Linked DNA regions of Aedes albopictus: region 2 is linked to region 1. Evidence: chromatin contacts called from public Hi-C data. All regions are on one chromosome and are shown on one strand. Each heading gives the region's core, a stretch centred on a gene start, on an enhancer-like site or on the middle of the called end of the contact. The rest is flanking DNA. Distances are from core to core; before and after follow the strand shown. Region 1 holds the start of LOC134291433 (chorion transcription factor Cf2). Region 2 holds the start of LOC134291439 (eukaryotic translation initiation factor 3 subunit C).

What was found. Hi-C and Micro-C count contacts between places; a contact is called where the count stands out from the background.
Region 2: a contact with region 1 is called in a Hi-C map of whole body, with 6 times the contacts expected there. The contact joins the promoter of LOC134291439 here to the promoter of LOC134291433 in region 1. A contact is called at or near these places in 2 of 3 Hi-C or Micro-C datasets (embryo and whole body).

The regions. Positions count from the first base shown.
Region 1 is chr3:224,501,471-224,505,302 of AalbF5, forward strand. It overlaps LOC134291433 (chorion transcription factor Cf2), which reads left to right and starts at 1,837. Exons shown (of 9, transcript XM_062859162.1): 1 at 1,837-2,194; 2 at 2,259-2,486. The coding sequence starts at 2,063.
Region 2 is chr3:224,757,743-224,761,574 of AalbF5, forward strand. It overlaps LOC134291439 (eukaryotic translation initiation factor 3 subunit C), which reads right to left and starts at 1,826. Exons shown (of 4, transcript XM_062859174.1): 1 at 1,686-1,826; 2 at 1,249-1,373; 3 at 1-1,115. The coding sequence starts at 1,344.

The sequences.
Region 1 (3,832 bases), core at 587-3,086:
GATGTCGCTAATGAGCTTGCTTTTTCTTTACACAAGATTATCAAGAAATTTTGTTCGAGCATGTTCGTCTGTTCTCTGTGCTTGAATGCTCTTGAATGCATCTCAGTTGAAGCAAGTGTTTACATTGTTCAACTCGTGCGGTGCGTAAGCGAACTGAATTGAATTCATTTCACTGACAGATGACTTGAATTCAGCTCGCATGAATCGCGGGTTTAGATGGGGCAAGGAGCAAGGGAGGCGATTTCGTTTGACTTGAATGAAAAAGTTCAACATGTTCAACTTTCGTTCAAGTCAAGTGAGTTGCTCATGTGAGATGAGATGAATGGAGGTGTTTACACGTTCAATTCGCATTCAATTGGGCATTTTCCATTGACTTGAATCAAGTCACTTGCACTGTCTTAACCAGGCATTAGTCGGCATCTCAAAATCATGGTGACGAATCAAGCATCATCTTCATGTTTGTGTTATGGTACCGCCAGAGTGGACGCGTCACGCGACGCGCCACGGATATCCCATACGATTTGACAGCTCCTTATTATTGATTGTTATTCCTTTAGGGCTGTTTGCAGTTCAGAAGGAATTTTTCAGCCTATCTTGTTGCATGGGAATTTCCTTGCCTGAATCGCCCGGGAAATCGTTTTTCTTCGATCGCAGTACGCAGTTGCGAAGAAATGACAAATCAAACAGTAGTCACTTTAGAACTGCCAGGAATCGGTCAAGAAATCGACAATGATTCTTCATTAGGGCCTAACTGACATTTTCGATTTTTCATCATCGATCCTCTCTTTGTGTTATTACAGAATGTGTGTTGAGTTTTCAAAAAAATTTTTGAATGAAATGCGAAGGAGATGACTACGTCTTGCTATCCACTTATCCGCGAGCGGTAATGGCGGCGGCGGGCACAAATAACCGATTCGAATTTTGACGTTTCGTGGGGATCGCAATCGGTTGGCGCCATCAAATGGTGGGTTGATGGGTGAGGAGGAGAATGAAACTGTTTTGACTTTCCCCCAAGAAACGTCAAAATCCGAACCGGTTGGACATGCCCGCCGCCGCCATTACCGCTCGCGGATAAGTGGATAGAAACAAAAAAAATAATGATTTTGTTCGTTTGATCAAGTTATTAGCGAAAGAGAGAGTCGACGAAGAGAAATCGATCGAGAAAGTCAGTTAGGCCCTTATGAAAAATCATTGTCGAAATGTCTTGACCGAATAATTTAGAACACGAAACTGGGCTTTTGCGTGCAAATTCGGGTTGAAACCTGAAGTTTCCCCACGCCCGACAATCAAATTTTCTCAAAATCCATTCGTCAAACCTAACGTCGGACGTAGTGCGCATCCAAGTGGCCCTGGCCCTCTATCCAGCGCACTGTGTCCGACGTGCGTCCGACACACGGTTTAGGCATCGTACACAAATTACGTAACGCTATAGGGGTTTCAAAAATTCCGATTTTCAACTGCACGAACAATGTTTGTGAATGCACGGAACAAGTATGAGTCGATTTTCCTGAGTGCAGATTAAACCGCAGTGGGTTCCATGAGCGACAAAATACTTTTTCGACCTCACATCGCAACCCCTTAGGGAGTCGAAATGTATTGTGATTTTATCGAAAAACCTTTCCTAAATAAAAAAAACGATTTTTGTTCCGCTTGTTCAAAATATTAGGAAGAAATTAAATTATATATTTTATTTTTTATATTTAAATTTAATAAATTTATAAATTCTTCGATCAACACATGAAAAATGCACTCCATCAATTTGAACTGCGGCATTCTGATTTTGCGATCGCACTTGTTGATACCAGCTAGTGCGCAAAAAGAGATGAAAGAACAATACCATTTGGCATTCTCTTGACGCCATATTTAAATGTTGATTGTTTTGCGTGAAATTTGTTTACATCTAGGAAAATCTTAAAAATTCTCTGGAAGCCTGCAAAATTTTCATTTTTTTTAAATAACCCTCGTGAATCCGTATATTTACGGTGTTTTCAGTATCCGAACAAAAAAAAAAATAGTTTGTCGGGAGCTAGGAAATCAAAAGATTCAAAGACGGATCGTCGATATGGAGCTGGAAACCCTGAAAAATTTGGAGCTGGATAAGATCTGTCGGATATGCTTGGCAATCAAAAAGGAAATGCGTCCTCTTTTCGGTGAGATGGTCGCGGAGATGCTGATGGAAATCGCAAAGATACAGGTAAATCGTCGTAATTTTTGATAAATTTTTGATCATAAACCTAACGACTGTTTTGCAATTGTAGATTGAGCAATTGGACGGCTGGCCGGACAAAATCTGTATTCAATGCATTCATCAAGTCAGTCGATGCCATGCATTCAAAACTCGAGTTGAAAAATCAGACACTGCCTTGCGACATTACATCAAAGGCATAACGGTTGTTACGGAGGGGCAGCAGATGCCGAAGGAATCGCTGGCTGTCGAGGTTCCAAGGCCGCAGATTGCGCCACAAAAGATCCAACAGCTTCATCCGGTAAGTTCAGAGCGGTAATGTGCGTTACTCGAAGCAGTGAAAAGGATTCCCAGGCAAATTCATAGGCCTAGTCAGGAGAGCTTCGTGTTGTCATTGCAGCTTGCACTCGGTTATGCATCTTACTTACCTTACCAATCAGGCTAAGGCCGGGGTGGCCTCTGCTGTACATAGTAGCCGTCTCCATTCCACTCGGCCCATGGCAGTTTGTCTCCAGTTCCGCACTCTGCGTAGGGTCCGCAGATCGTCCTCCACTTGGTCGACCCACATAGCTCGCTGCGCTCCACGTCTTCTTGTACCGGTCGGATGACCCTCGAGAACCATTTTAGTCGCGTTGCTATCCGACATCCTGATGACGTGACCCGCCCACCGTAGCCTCCCGATTTTCGCGGTATGGACGATGGTTGGTTCTCTCAGCAGCTGATGCAGCTCATGGTTCATTCGCCTTCTCCAAGTCCCGTCTTCCATCTGCACTCCGCCGTAGATGGTACGCAACACCTTCCGTTCGAAAACTCCAAGGGCGCGTTGGTCCTCTGCACGTAGGGTCCATGTTTCGTGCCCATAGAGGACGACCGGTCTAATCAGCGTTTTGTAGATAGTTAACTTCGTGTTACGGCGAACTTTATTCGATCGTAGAGTTTTGCCGAGTCCAAAGTAAGCACGATTTCCTGCCACAATGCGCCTCTGAATTTCTCTGCTTGTGTCGTTGTCGGCGGTCACCAGTGAGCCCAAGTACACGAATTTTTCAACCGCCTCGATTTCATCACCGTCGATATAAATTCGGGGTGGCGGGCGCGGTGATTCCTCCCTGGAGCCCTTTGCCATCATGTACTTTGTCTTCGAAAATTAATGACTAATCCGATTTACCTGGCTTCACTCTTTAGTCGGATGTACGTTTCCGCCATCGTCTCAAATTTACGGGAAATAATATCAATATCATCAACGAAACCAAGCAGCTGAACGGACTTCGTGAAAATCATACCACTCGTGTTAATCCCCGCTCTCCTTATTAAACCTTCTAACGCAATGTTGAACAGCAAGCACGAAAGACCATTACTTTGCCGTAACCCTCTGCGAGATTCGAAGGGACTCGAGAGTGTCCCTGATATTCGAACTACGCACATCACTCGATCCATCGTCGCCTTGATCAATCGTATCAGTTTATCCGGGAATCCGTATTCGTGCATAATCTGCCATAGCTGTTCTGCCCCCATTCGCAAAACAGTCCCATATGAATAGGTAACCCAGCAAAGATGGGACTGTTATGCGAGTGGCGGCAGTGTTCTCGATCGATTGTACCATACGCCGATTTGAAATCGATGAACAAGTGATGTGTGGGCACGTTGTAT
Region 2 (3,832 bases), core at 576-3,075, 260 kb after region 1:
GTTTCGGACAGAATGATATCTTCATTGGCCAAGAGGAGCTTGATCAGTGCTTGAATTTCCTCCAACAGCTTCGACCAATGTTCCAACTTCATCGGCTCCGAGACCTTAGGGTTGTAATCGAAAATAGCCGAGACAATGTTGAACCTAATCTTAGCGGCCACCGCATCTCCAAGATTGTGGGTGTCAGCAATTGTGCGCAGCTCCCTCAGGAACTCGATCTGAAGCTTGCGATCGGTTCTCTTCTTGCCACGAGCGGCCATCACTTCGTTCAGCTTGTTAATCACAACGTTGACATCGATCTCAGCATCCTTAGCGAACATCTTGGGCTGCTCAGCACTGGTCGAACGATTTCCGTTGACCACCTCCCATCCTTCGTCATCGTCGTCAGCGCGCTTCTTCTTCAGCCTATCCTTGGAATCCTTCTGTAACTTCTTCTTTTCCTTCTTATTTTCGGCATCGTCTCCGTCTTCCTTATCAGCCTTCTTCAAGAACCGTTCACGGATGCTGGTGTACTGAGTTTCCTCATCCGACGAGCTTTCATCTGAATCCGAGTCCATGTCCCAATCAATAGAATCATCCGATTCATCGTCATCCTTGTCCACCTTCACCTTCTGCACATCCTTCTTGAAGGAAACGGCCTTGGCCGCAGTTGGCGCCACATGCTGTTCATCTTCGGACTCGGATTCTTCCTTCTTCTCCTCCTCTTCTTCGTCATCATCTGCTGCATCCGGAGACTCCCGGAACTTCTTCAAATCGCTATCAAACTCCTTGATGTACTTTCGGAATTTCTGACGGAGCGTTCCTAACGACTTAGAATTGTTCTTTGACAGATTTTTCCGTCCCTCCTTATCTTCCCAGACCATGTTGATGAAGTCCTCCAGCTCGGCCAGGGCGCGGATAATGAAACGGGGAGTAACCCCATTCTCCACCTTGGTGATCACCGGAAGTGCCTTAGTATGAGCCCGGGTCAATTCCTCGAAGCTGGTCAGCATGCTGGACATATCCTTGATCTTCTTGTAGTTGCGGATGTTCTTGATAATGTTGGACAAATCTTCATAACGTTTCTCCTTCGTCGAGCGGACGACGCGCTTGACGTCCTCTTCCTCATCGCTGAACTGGAAATAAAATTAAAAATTAGCACTCACTAAATTTCAGTGTTGGCCAGGCGAGATGGACCGTGAGCGGTCTTAGCCGTCCGATGAGAGAACGTAGAGAATAAAATTCAATGTTGGTTTCAATAAAACTTACAGTGAATTGAGGGGCTGCTGGCCGTGCTACGACCTCACTATCAGACGAGCTTTCGGAATCGGAATCCGAACCACCACCGGCGAAGAAACGAGACATTTTTCAATAGTTTTCCGTGTACGGCTTGCCTGAAAGTAAAACACAAATAAAAAGATGATTAATATCGGTACAAAACGTCTTCATCAGGATTGCACTATCTGCTACTACAGTGAACACAACAAATTGAACAACAAATTCGGGTTGAGGTTAGGTCTCATTTCGCCCGAGTTCTGTCTCTCCCCTAATCGTTGCGAGAAGTGACAGCTGCTGCCACGCAGTTTTCCCCCGGCAGGAAAACGCTTCTAAATCCACAAAATGCACTTAAATCCAATGAACTCCACTAAATTAATGTAAAATGTACACGGATTTCACTACTTCAGATTATTTCGCTTACAACTTACAAGTATTTCCCAATGAAATTCACAGAAATGGTTCACACCGAATCAACCATAGGAAAATCGATTGACGTCTCTGAACAGAAAGGGGCGCTTTCTGACTGCGACGTCGGCATTCCATTTTCGCCCGTTCGAAAGACGTCAAATCGGTGAGATGATGGTGTACTCGAATGGGAATGTGGTCTTGTCAAGAACACGTATCTCGATAAAGTAGAATCCATATATTTTTTTGTGCACAGTGGCCATGAAGCTTCTTGAAGTGGGGTATTGACCAATCCAAATTCCTGTGTGGTAGTGGTTTGTGTTCATATTTCCCGTGTTAATCTATCTGTAAGAACTTTGTAAACATCTTTTGTTCTCACGTATATGGATAGGCTTGCAGTAGATTTCGTGAGATTTTTTTTTGGACAACTCAATAGCCTATTTTATAAGAAACAACACAACGATATTCACACTCCCGAGCGTGGACGCGACCTCCTGTCAAATTTTCTTTCAATGATCGATCAGCTGATCCGAAACGTCTCGTAAAATGGCTCATTATTATGCATGGCAAGAAAAATTGTGCGGTTGTGCAAAATCACGCGGTTATATGCGCAATTGTAGGTAATCGTTTCGGTGTTGTTGGCCTACCCCATTAGGCCAGCGCGCAAGTCTACCACCGTAGTCTCTACATTGTTCGCAACCTTGCGAACAAGATTGCGGCAGTGATTGTACGGATGGTAGGGAGTGACAGGTATTCGGCCTGTCACATGGGTGAGTCGACAGAAACAGAAGAGAAGAATATGCCTTGATAGTATGAGCAACAATATTGTGTTAATTCTACTTTAAAATATCCTTAAACTAGTGCAAATATCCTAAAATTGAACTTAAAACTAGTGAACTAATTAATTGAATAAGTGTCTACTATTTACACGCCGAATTGGTAAGCTTAGATACATAAAATCATGCAATTTGGACTTAAATTTATCTATGCATACTAGGTAACCTAAACTCCGCTACGTTCCTGTTCCTCTGAGCCTAGAACATAGTAAATTGCTTATTTCCAAGTCCGGTAAGCTAAAATACATTTTCTTCGAAAGATTATATGTACAACTTGAACTCAAATTATTAGGACTACGACCACATATGCTATAGACACGAAGCCACAAAGGAACATAAACGTAAGTAAAACTATGTAAACCAATGTGAACTAACCATATATTGCACAAAGAACAACCTGCTGTACAGGGGTTCTCAAAGCCAGTTTGCGAGACAAGCAAACATAATTATAATGATAGTCTGTAACAATTATAATTTAAATATTTTCCTTAGGAAAATTATATCCTTCCCAAACACAACGGATTAAGTGTTTTCATTCCCGTACCGAAGGATCATAATTTCGGAAATTTTCCCCCCGTTGGATCAAATCCAACAGGTGTCTTCTGCGCGGTCAATATTTTGCCGAGTCTTTAGCTAATACTCTCAATTTAGTTGAAAATCGGAGTTTTTGACTAGCGAAGTTGGGTTTTTCTCCAAATCCCTGCGTCGGACCTATCTTCGGAAGTGGTGCGCTATACAGTAAATCTGGTCCGCTATACAGACAGCGCACCACTTTCGAAGCTATGTCCGACGCACGGATTTGGAGAAAATGCAGTTGAAAATCGAAATTTTTGAAACGCGAAATGCAACCGAAACATCAAAATTTTTGACACGCGAAAATAAACCGTGTGTCTGGATAGATGACCAGGTCCGTTGTCCAGCGCACTACGTCCGACGTTAGGTTTAGGTGAAAATATTGTTCGTGCAGTTGAAAATCGGAAATTTTGACACGCGAAAATCGATTTTTCTCCTAAACCGTGTGTCGGACCTACGTCGGGCACAGTGCGCTGGATAGAGGGCCAGGTCCGCTGTCCAGCGCACTACGTCCGACGTTAGGTTTCACGTATGGATTTTGAGAAAATTCGATTGTCGGGTGTGCGGAAACTTCGGGTTTCAACCGCGACGACAATAAAAAGAGAGTGAGAGAGATGCGGATACAAAATAGTAATTCCGTGTATACTTTTATTTCTGAGTGTAGAAGCAGCCAACGACGACGCCGGCGACAGTAGAATAACTAGCCACACACTCAGAAATAAAAGTATACACGGAATTACTATTATTTATGCATTTTGTAT